Linked DNA regions of Mus musculus: regions 2 and 3 are each linked to region 1. The links are chromatin contacts, called in public HiChIP or PLAC-seq and Micro-C maps. All regions are on one chromosome and are shown on one strand. The core of a region is the stretch at or near the end of the contact, and the rest is flanking DNA. Distances in the headings are between cores, read along the strand shown.

Evidence for each region. A called contact is a pair of places that touch in the nucleus more often than the background predicts. HiChIP or PLAC-seq counts read pairs in DNA pulled down with a chosen protein or histone mark.
Region 2: a contact with region 1 is called in an H3K27ac HiChIP or PLAC-seq map of embryonic fibroblasts, with 19 read pairs. The contact joins two enhancer-like sites. A contact is called at or near these places in 9 of 484 Hi-C or Micro-C datasets (the F1.1 cell line, bone marrow-derived macrophages, embryonic fibroblasts and 4 more), 3 of 115 datasets of contacts at active chromatin or transcription factors (embryonic fibroblasts, pancreatic cancer cells and regulatory T cells) and 1 of 9 other capture datasets (bone marrow-derived macrophages).
Region 3: a contact with region 1 is called in a Micro-C map of muscle stem cells, with 2.8 times the contacts expected there. The contact joins two enhancer-like sites. A contact is called at or near these places in 5 of 484 Hi-C or Micro-C datasets (bone marrow-derived macrophages, erythroblasts, muscle stem cells and 1 more), 2 of 115 datasets of contacts at active chromatin or transcription factors (hepatocytes and pancreatic cancer cells) and 1 of 9 other capture datasets (bone marrow-derived macrophages).

What each region holds. Positions count from the first base shown.
Region 1 is chr5:90,874,820-90,878,464 of GRCm38.p6, forward strand. No RefSeq gene overlaps it. Among named protein-coding and RNA genes, the nearest start is that of Cxcl1, 15 kb to the right of the region's middle. Within about 2 kb of position 1,937, at least 126 of the 459 cell types and tissues checked have an H3K27ac peak or open chromatin away from gene starts, as enhancers often do. A contact at or near this core is called in bone marrow-derived macrophages, embryonic fibroblasts, muscle stem cells and 1 more, where this site is marked.
Region 2 is chr5:90,680,491-90,684,135 of GRCm38.p6, forward strand. No RefSeq gene overlaps it. Among named protein-coding and RNA genes, the nearest start is that of Gm36084, 33 kb to the right of the region's middle. Within about 2 kb of position 1,576, at least 34 of the 459 cell types and tissues checked have an H3K27ac peak or open chromatin away from gene starts, as enhancers often do. A contact at or near this core is called in bone marrow-derived macrophages, embryonic fibroblasts and pancreatic cancer cells, where this site is marked.
Region 3 is chr5:90,704,788-90,708,432 of GRCm38.p6, forward strand. No RefSeq gene overlaps it. Among named protein-coding and RNA genes, the nearest start is that of Gm36084, 8.4 kb to the right of the region's middle. Within about 2 kb of position 1,789, at least 45 of the 459 cell types and tissues checked have an H3K27ac peak or open chromatin away from gene starts, as enhancers often do. A contact at or near this core is called in muscle stem cells and pancreatic cancer cells, where this site is marked.

The DNA.
Region 1 (3,645 bases), core at 687-3,186:
TCTTAACCCCTATTTCTGTAGCTTTTCACTGTAGGCATGATCCATTAATAGGGAAAAACAAAACAAAACAGTAACTGCTTATCATCTTGATACCCAGAAACCAGGTGTGGGTATCATCTTTTCATTTCTTATGCTGTGTGTATGCTGTACAATTTGGATTCCACTGTAGGTATAATTTTATACCCTGCTCATCTCAACTTCTTAACATCAGTTGGTAGTTCTACTCCATGAGTGTCACATCATTAATTCTAGCTGTGCTTGAATCTGATAAGTATTCTAACATACATTGCCTGGTATGGTATGGTATGGTATGGTATGGTATGGTATGGTATGGTAAGGAGACATGACATATGGCCTGAGATATGGATAAGTAGTTGCCTTATTCTGATTAGCCTTTGGCTTAGCTGCTTTATGTTTCTGTGTTTAAGTGAAACATTTCTCCTTCTTGCCCCATTGTGCTAAGCCAAGCCCCCACCTCACCATTGGTCCTATCAGTTAGAAATCCTGTAATGAATCTAACCTCCCCCGGTTTCTCCATTATCTATCCTTTCCTGTCAAGTGAAACTGGTGAATGTAAACCTCACCGTGCCTTCCCCTGACTTTAACCTTGAGGACATGCTCGCGTGCCAGAACCTCAGGATCCAGCTGATGCTCCTGAACCTCATAACATTTCATTTTCCCTACCTTTTCACGTCTACCTTTTCCAGAATCTTCTATGGAACTCTTCTCTCATCCTCCTCCTTCAACTTTAGCCTTGCACTTTGTTGCTTATGAATCTTTGTTCATACTGCTCCCTCTATATGGTATAGACCAGTGGTTCTCAGTCTTAATGCTATGACTCTAAATACAGTTCCCCGTGTTGTAGTGACACCAACCATAAAATTATTTACATTGCTACTTCATAACTGTAATTTTGCTACTGCTATGAATAGTGATATAAGTATGTGTTTTCTAATGGTTGTAGGCGATTACTGTGAAAGGGTTGTTTGGTCCCCCGAAAGGGTCATAACTCACAAGTTGAGAACCCCTGAGGTGGACCTTTCACTTCTGGGTGTGATAGAACCCATACATCTACTAGTATCCTGAAAGAGAAACTGCCTACTTTCTGAGAATCCCTTTTCTCATTCCCCCTGTGTTCCCTCATACGGGTAAAGAGCAAGTTCCATTCTTCCCAGCCTACGAGGCCCTGCTCAGACTACTATTCTACTCTTATAAGACTACTTGGAGTTTCTCTCTTTAACAACAAGAGCTGAAAGTGAATCCCATTCCTCTAGAATTATAAAGAAGATCTGAGAAAACTACGCTGAACAGTCTTTCATTGTCACTCTGGCTCAGCAGCCAAGAGTTCCTTCTCTTGGTTCAGCTCTAACCTCAACATGCCTAGCCCGTGAGTCACAGATTCCTGAAGGCATACTTAATGGACACAGCGAGGAAGCTCTGTCCACACATGGGATTTCCCAAGGATTTAAAAATCTCCCTTTAAAATACCCTTTCCCAAGCATTTCCATCACAGATGCCTCTATCTGTGAAACAGGGCACTGCTACTCTGCAGATAAACCAGGATAATTCCCAGGAGAAGCTGCCTCAAGGAGCTACAAAAGAAGGCACGGGGGATATTTAAGATATTCAGCCCACAAACTTAATAAACTCAAACTCAACCTGCACATTTTAATAGAGCAGACTTTAGGCTGTTTCAGGCAAAGGCATAAAAGATATTTAGCTCCTAAACATGCCAGATCCATACTGAACATACAAAAGTTTTTGTAGAGCTGACTGGTTTGGGCAAGGATTAAAAAGACAGATGGAAATTTCTATGACTGGATCAAGATTCCAGATTAGTGCCAAGAAAAAAAAAACTACCTCTTTTAGCATAAGCTATTGGAAAGCATTAGTTAAGCGCACTGTGGTGACATAGTTCTGATTCACTACTCTGACCTTCATCGCAGTTACTAGTTACTAGGGTCGGTTCCTAATCTAAACATGAGGGTGAACAGTTTTACAGAATTTAAGCAACCACGTTCAATCAAGCAGATCAGAACTTCAAGACAGTAATAGGTGCATGACCACAAAGAAGCTCAACCCCTTGGCAGGGCAAGCTTTTGCCAAAGCTATGGAAAGGGTCCCAGGAATGTATGTCATTTAGTTTTAAAAAATATGCTGACGTCCTATGTTTCAATGAAGCTGATTAGAACTGTGTTCTCTTCCTTTTACCGCCACTTCCTCTCTTGGCTCTTCTGGTGTTGTGTGACGCTGGTACAGCTGTAAGCACTTTTGAACTCCAGCTAAGGAGTCAAATTTAGCATATGTTTAGTGATATTTATTGGTTCACGGTCACATTCTGGATGTCTCTAGTGTATTAGCCTTCCTAGTGAGAATACCTTTTGTAAATGCCTTTTTGTTCACTATACATATATTTTCAGCTTCCTGATGCAGAAGTCAGACTGTGTCTGAATCATCCAGGCTAGCATGGCACAGCTGTGGAGAAATAAGGTCAAAGTGCAGATAGCTAGAAGATAGTCTTCCTATTAGTAGGGTGTAGAGTTGTATGCAGATAGGTAAGCCTGTTTCAGTCCTACACTAAAGGAATCATCTCAAAATGTGTTCAATATAATCAATGTCTTCAATTGTTCATCTTCATGCATTTTTTGGTATGTGTTTGGAATGATCATGCTTGACTGGAATTGGAGCATGTTACATAGAATCTACCAAGACTTCACTGTTTGTAGATCATGCACCTGTAAGACAGAAAACTCTGTATATGAAGTTGTGTTCTAGTGTCATCTCTGTTACTGTGATAAAACACTGACCAATAGCAATGTAGGGTAGAAAAGGCATTATTTCAGCTTAAAGGTGATAGGGTTCATCACTGAGAGGAGTGAGGGTACAGACTTAAGCAGAAAATTTAAGCAGGAACTCAAACATCTTTCACCTCTAGACAGGATGGAAACAAAACAAAGCAACAATAGCAACAACAAAACAATGGCTAAATAATAAAGAGACACTATTTTCAATGCAGTTTATATTCCTGCTATTTTCTCAACTTTCTAAATTTGTAATGTGTTATTTTGTTGTTTAAGATAAATGTTTCTTTCTGTGCTCAGTTTTAAACTGAAATTTGCATTCTTCCTTTTAGGATGATCCCAAAGGGCATTATGCCCTTTGGGCTTCATGAAACTTCTCTCTGTCAAACTTTTAAAACATTTTGCAGTTTTAAACTTCTGAAAAGTTTCATGCACACATTAATCCACTGTAAACTCCTCTATGTACCATGAATGATCTTTGTTCCTCACATGGACTCAAAGGACAGTGTGGCCTGGACGTGAAGGGTGGCCTGGTCCCAACTGGCTCTGATCCCTTCTCTATATCTCTGTGTGACCTTGATGTTGACTCTTTATTTCCATGCCCTAATGTGCAAAAACAAACAGGAGAAGAAATTCAGAGAAGAAGAACAAGGAGTCAAGGATAATTGGAAAGACTTAACTCAGTGTTTAACCAATATAGTAATAACAGTTAACATAACAACTCAATTAATAAGCTATAATCAAAGTGCCACAGAAATTTGGACACATTTTTACACTTAAAAAAATAATGATTTTTGGTACTCTTAGATCTACTTAAAGTATTATTCTTAAACCATTAACGAGG
Region 2 (3,645 bases), core at 326-2,825, 190 kb before region 1:
CAAAACAAAACAAAACAAAACAAAACAAAAAACCCAAAAATCCAAAACCAAACCAAACAAACAAAAAGACCTTACAAGGTGAGGAGGGTCATCTGGAGTGGCTCTGTCTAAGAATGATCTCTTCTTGCCTGCTTGTGATATTTATCCTGGGGAGAGTGGGAAGAGCTGGGTAACATGAAGAAGAGCCCCCAGCACTGGCAGGAGTAACACATGTCAGCAATAGTGATGAACCTGAAAAGACTGAGGAGGTGGCTGAAGAGCTTCTGGTAATGATGAGGGGCAGGCGCCGTGGGAGAGATGAGGCACAGGAGACAATGGAAGACAGTGGAAATACGCACAAAGCAGAAGCCACGAAGAGTTGAAGATGTGGGATAGCACTGGGTTGTTCTCCATGGGCCGAAGATGCCTTAATAAAGGTCCACCCTAGCTGCCGTAAGGAACGTAGGTTTTGATACCCAAGGCTTGGGAAGTATGATATTAACTGTATGGCTGCACAGAGTGCACATAGCGGCTGGTAAATGGCGAGGATTATACTAGCTTAGAGGTGTGGGCTAGTCCCAACCAGAACCTAGAGCAAAACGACCTTAACCTGAGCACCTCAGTCATAAGTCTTTGTTCTCTCAAACTTGGAGCCTAAAACCTCTGGTTCTCAGGGCTTTCAACTAAACCCCTCTGAACCCGTTAGTCTAACCAGTAAACCTGTAGAATTTAAGGGCTCAAGCCTGTCAACACTAGAAAAACACTTCTTCCTGCTTATTCATAATCACAGAGTAAAGGACAGCTAATTATACACATTAATATATTTGTGTTTAGCTAACAGAAAGGACAAAAGTTATAATTCATTGTATCTTTCAATAACAAACTGAATCTCCACTGGAGCATAAAGGTATGCATTTTAATAACCGGGTTTTTATATTCTAAGAGAAACAAGCTTGCAAATATATCCAGATGCCTTAGAATAGACTGATACTTTAAGAAGTTCCATATGACTGGATCTTGTCATGTAGTAGACCATGTAGTAGAATATTATGGAGAACATTTAAACTCCTAGCTTACTCTTAGATTTTTATCCGCAAGCGATTCTAAGATGCAAAAGAAAACACAAACTTGTGTTGTTTGGAGTCATACCAAGCCATTTTTAGAGCAGTGGTTCTCAACTTGTTAGTCGCTACCCCTTTGGGGGGGGTGTCAAATGGTCCTTTCACAGGGGTCACATATCTTGAATATGTGATATATGCATTATGGTTCACATAGTATCAAACTTACAGTTATAAAGTAGCAACAAAATAATTTTATGGTTGGGGGTCACCCCAACATGAGAAACTGTAATAAAGGCCACAGCATTAGGAAAGGTGAGAGCCATGGAACTAGTGGACCATGGATAAAAGCATGTAGTTTTCTTTTAAAACCAGGCAATTTCTTCAACACATAGACAGAGATCCTCGTATTTATTCCTTACTTCTAGCACCTAATATTCAGAGGGTACTAAATTATTCTGCGTAGTGGAGATATGTGTTGCAATGAATCAGGCATATAGCCAAGTAGTTTAAGGCAGAGCCTTGTGACTCATGCTACGATACTGGCACCAATTTTGCTGACAGCATCTGTGGGAAATGCTCATATAACTGAATATAGACACAACACAATCCACTTGAGGGTAAGCAAACACAGTTACAGGTTCTCGGGAGGAGAGATGCAAAAGTACTCTGAGGTCACCTTACACAAGTCATTGTTTGAAACTGTTTTTAACATGGCTACCGTGTTCATCTCTGTGTCAGGTTCCCAAGCAATACGACTTGTTCTTAATAAGCAAAACGCATCTCCATTCAAAGTCTGGCTTTGTTGGTGACTTCTTTTTAGTGGACTCTGTCACATTCATATGTTAAAATTTGAAATGCTGTTGTTTTGCAGCTCTCCCTATGTAATGTTTGATGGTATGAAATCCATGGGATCTGATTATTCTACAGAAAGTGAAGACATGCCCACCCCAGGAGTGTTTGTGTACATTTGGTACAGAACTACATGACACCTTGTTGGGAGACTTAATTGAACAACCAACAAAAACTAAATGTTATAAACTCAACTGTGCAGTGATATAGCTGTGCAGTGAGCAGGCACATTATTTTCACAATGATCAAGACATAAGTGGTAGACATCTTGAAGAAATCAAGAATGGAAGTGAGTTCAGGGAATCCACTTTGGACTAAAATTTCATGAATGTGCTTTCAGAGAATCCAACTGTGACTCACATTTTTCTTTAGAAGAAAAATTCATGGTCAATAACTTTTTTTCTTCTTAAATTTTTTAATTAATACTTCAAGAACTCGAATGCTATTATAGCAATCTACTGTGAATAAAGAGGCATGGATGGAAGTCATTTGACATCCTTGTCCCACACTGCAACTGTCAACAGCATTGCCATCTTGGAGAATATCTGCCCCTTCGTATTTGATGGAGAACTTGGATTATCTCTATTCTCTACAAGCACACGATCTAAGTCCCTCCTTAATATTACACATATTTTGTATTACTCTTTAATATCCAGGAATGAAATACAGAAGCAGTATGATCTGTATGTGTGCTTAATTTTGTGAAAGTCAATATAATACCTTAACTGTTCTACAGGGAGTGTGCAATGCAAAGGGGAGTAAAACAACTTACAGCTAAATAATATACATCTTGCTACATGAACTTCAGTATTGCTATACTGCAAAACATGGTGAATCAGCTAGAAACCTTTAACTGAGTGCACAAGACTTTAGTTCTTGAGAAGGTAGGCGGTTCAGCCGCCATTTCACACAGGAAGTTCAAAATGACAGATGAGAAGTCTGAGTGTGGATACGCCAAATAAAGAGCTGAGGTGAGTGATAACAGGCCAGGCTGGTTTACAGATGACAAAAGGAGGGATGCAAACACAGTTAAGTAAGTGTGCACTTCTTTGACAGCTTTATTTACTGTGTCTTTGTAAAATGCTTATCTTAATCTTGATGGCTTTATTACTTCATTTGGGAAGAAATAAAATGTTGGCAGAGTGAGCACATTGGCATGAGATATGATATGGGGGAGATATGAGGCATAGACAGTCTACGTGTTGGGGGATGTAGTGTGGCCAGGAGACATCTCCTGCATCCAGGGAGCTAAGGTGCGGTTCAGTTATCTGGAGCCGGGCTCTGACAGAAAGTTTAATTCAAAGAAAGGGGCAAGGGAAAGACTGAGTTGATAGACCGTGGAGACCAAGCAAGGCTGGAGCAAAGCAAGGGCATAAAGAAATAAATGGTAGTTAAAATATGAAGGACAGAGAACTGCAGGATATTTAGATCTCACAGTGCAGATGACTCAAGTGGTGTTTATGAAGATGAAATTCTAGAAGTTTCATGCTAATGGCAACCACCCAATGATCCGATAACTCTTCTTCCTACGTTCTGGTTTCTTACTGTAACATTCCCAGGGGATTCTTTTACTCTCTTCCATATGGCCAATTCAGGATTGCATGTAGTCACTTATGAAAACTAACCCCCCAAAATCTGTCCAGTAATTAAAATATCAGAAAATGAAAAACTTATGGTTTCTATGAACGTCATTATGTTTGCATTCTGTCTGTTTCTTTGTCTGTGGTCCATGAATTTGCTGTCTTGGAATCCTACA
Region 3 (3,645 bases), core at 539-3,038, 170 kb before region 1:
ATATTCTAGGGACATTCACGGCTTTCTTTTATGCTTCTGTAGTATGGGAAACTAATCTTGTGTGATCAGATCACCAAAACTTCAAAGATGGAGTTTTGTCACTTTTCAGAGAAATGATTCATTTTGATATTATATAATTTTGTTCAATTGTCAATATAAAATATTTGTATGTTTATATACAGCTTTTTCTTGGTCTCTGAGCTCCAACCAGGGTGGAATGGCAATGCTAATGAGAGTGGTGTGGGGCTGATACCCAGGCTGGTTCACTTTTTGTTACAGAGACAAGCTACTGCTCCAGAAAGTTCCCTTGCTGTTTTTGACGACTGTCATATGTTTAATAAAAGGCTAGAATTCAAGAAAGAGCCACCAGAGGGATTCTAGGTAAGTCGTCTCCTGCTATTTCAACTGGAAAAGAAAAACTGTACCATCTTATCTTTGTAGGTGGTAGGGTTTATAGATAAAAACTAAACAAAGTCTCTGTGATCTTATCCATGTTTGTCTCCGGTGGCATGAGTATTTTAAAATCACCTTTGAGTTGTTGGTCATTCAAGAGGCAAGTCCCTCTTAGCATCATGCTTTAGTTTTTCTTATGAAGTAATCTTCAAGTTTTAAGACATTTGTGTCTTGGCTAGTCAAGGGATAAAACCACTTAAAATTGGGTAGCTGTAATAAAGGTAGGCAGTATTCATTAAAACTTATGGGTAAGTGTGCTATGGTAGTTGTATGGCTCTTTTTTTAATACTGGGAAGAAAATTTAGCTCCTAATGTGAAAGATCACTTAAATCACTAGAAATTTCTTTTATTAGGGTTCTTCAAAACCATGGGGCCAGAATGAATCCTTTTATTTGTGCATACTGTAAAAATTACTAAAAATCACTACTATGTGGTTTTAAAAGATTAATTTTATTTGTAATTATGTATGTGTGTATGTTTATTTGTCTGGGTATATGCACATGTGAGTGTAGGTACCCACAAAACTGAGAAAAGAGTATCAGATCCCTTGGAGCTGGCGTCTTAGGTGGTTGGGAGCCACCTGACATGGGTGCTGGGAACTGAACTTGGGTCCTCAGAAAGAGCAGTATATCTGCTTAACCACGAAGCCCATTGTCTGGTCCTTAATATACAATTACTAGCACATTTACAAGACCATTTTAATACATAATAGTTCAACATGTGAAGATGAAGTTAGACCACTTGAGAGAAACAGGACTTGGTTTTTTGGCTTCATGCTTAAGAGGATTGAACAATCGTTTTCCTAGATTTGGTAGCTTAGAGTGGGAAGTAGATGTGACTAGCAGTGTAACTAATAGACTAGATTTTTTTTTTCCATAAGAAGCTTGTATTAGGTTACATTCAAAGGGGGGTTTTGCTGTCTATGACATTGCTTATTTTTGTTTTTCTTCAACATTCTATTCTGCCTTCCTTGTGTTCTACAGCTCTACCAAACACAATGGTAATGAAAAGATGCTTTATCAAAATGCTGAGATAAAGTTCACAGAGCTCCCTTCCCCTCCTCTCTCTTCTTCCTCACTCTTCTTGGTGACCCCTGATTGCTAATGAGAAACCTTTAGGGAGGTGGAAATTGCCTTTAGGCAAGCAAGGCCTTATAATTGCTCTCCTTGAGACATCTTCAATGGAAAATTCACTGAAGGAAAGGGGACTTAGAAGGGAGATTTCTCAAATCCTTGGGAAATTCCACTTGCGGTCAAAGAGTTCACCCCGTGACTCCTGGGTTATGACAGCAAATGATATTTCACAGGACTTGGTACTGATTCATGCTGCAGGAATCTGAGACGGGATTGGAGCCTTTGGAAGAAAGCTAACCATCAATAGTTTCTGGGCTAGAGAACTCAGGAGGGAACTCTTCTCTTCAGGACACTTACATTTATTATTTATTTACCTAGTGCAGCTCCAGGCATAGCACCCAAGACCTCAGATATGCTATGCCAGCACCCTCCAGCTGAACGACTCCCCCAGACACTGGAGAGCCTTGTATGCACTTATGTGAGGACTTTGGGAATGAACTGAGACCCTGCTACACAGCTGTTGCTATCCAGAAGGCAGGGAGAGCCACCACATATCATTTATGAAGGAGTACATGGGGGTAAAGCAGAGACTCGTCTGCCCCAGGACATTGATCATCAGTTCACTTAAGGCCTTGCTAGAAGGGCTGACTCTGGAGGGCTCTAGACCTCTGTAACAGATTGTAGGAACAGAGCCCAGTGACTGGACTGTGTCCCATGCACCTGCCAGCTGCTTCTGATGCACATTAGAGCCCAAAGTGATCCTGGGCTTGAGGGATGGTTTGCAGACCTTAGACTACCGGAGCCAGGTGGAAAAAGTTGAGCAGTGCTGAGAAAGGCGTGTGTCTCGGGACATTTTAAAAAGAATCAGTATTGAGTATTAAAAGAAGGGAAGAAGTGTCTCTCAGAAAGAATGTGCACACATTGGCAAGGCAAAGGGAGGAAGAGAGGACGGGGAGAGCTTGCAGAGATTAAAAAGGTCTATGTGGAGAAGGATGTTTGATTGAGCAAGGAACATAAGTGATGTTCTGAAGACCATGGCAATGATTAGAACAAAGGCTAAAGCTAAGAGAAGACCAAGATGGAGCTGCAGCTCAGGAAGGTCTCTTGACAGAAGTAGTGGCTAGGAAGGGGGAAGAAGCTGGAGTCTGGATCAGTCAGAATGCAGGGAAAGCTTTAGCACAGTGGCACTATGCTGATGAAGATCCCCTCCAGATAAGGAGACATTATGAAAAATGACTAATAATCACAGAAGTTAATAATCACAGAAGTTAAAAAACCATAAATAAGAAATATTAGATAATAACAAATACTGCTTGGAGTAGGAATACAGTATGCCAAAGACATACATCATTGCATGCCTGATATCCCAATCTCAATATGTAAACTAAATACACTATTCTGGAAAGAATATGTCAACCAGTTTCTCTAGGAAGTGAGGTCACAGATACACAGAGATGACTTCCCGCTGCTCTTGCAGAGGACCTGAGTTCAGGTGCCGGGAACCATGTTGGACAGCTCACAACTGCCTATAACTACAGCTTCAGAGGACTGGATATCTACTTCTGCCCTCCATAGGCATCCTTACACACGTATATTACACATCTGAACATGTGCACACACACTTCTGCACACGACTAAACATAAAAAATGGAGACTTCTTCAAAAGCAACAATGACAGGACATGTGTAAGGTCGCTGAGTCTGCCATGTTAGGTGGACACTCTTCTGGCAAAACTGCACTTGTGTCTGACTCCCAGGCTCCATCAGAAGCCAGGCTCCTCTGTCCTGATTCAGACTTTGATGATGTGGTTGTACAGATGCACTGTCAGCTTGAAGGCATTGGAACAAAGTAGTGATGGATACCAGGATGGCTGCACTAGCTCTGGGTCTGCCTTTTACTACAAACTATTGCTCTGCCATATAACACATCAGTACATGCTCTCCAAACCTAATGAATAACAACACTGTAGGGAATCTGTGGGTAATAAGACACACTAAGGCATCTGAGACCAAGAGATGGGACTCCTCATCGTGTTGAGTAATGATGGAGAATGCTGGTGCTCATTGGGAGGTTCCAGGAAATTATAATGATAACAAAAATGAGCACTGTAATTTATCAC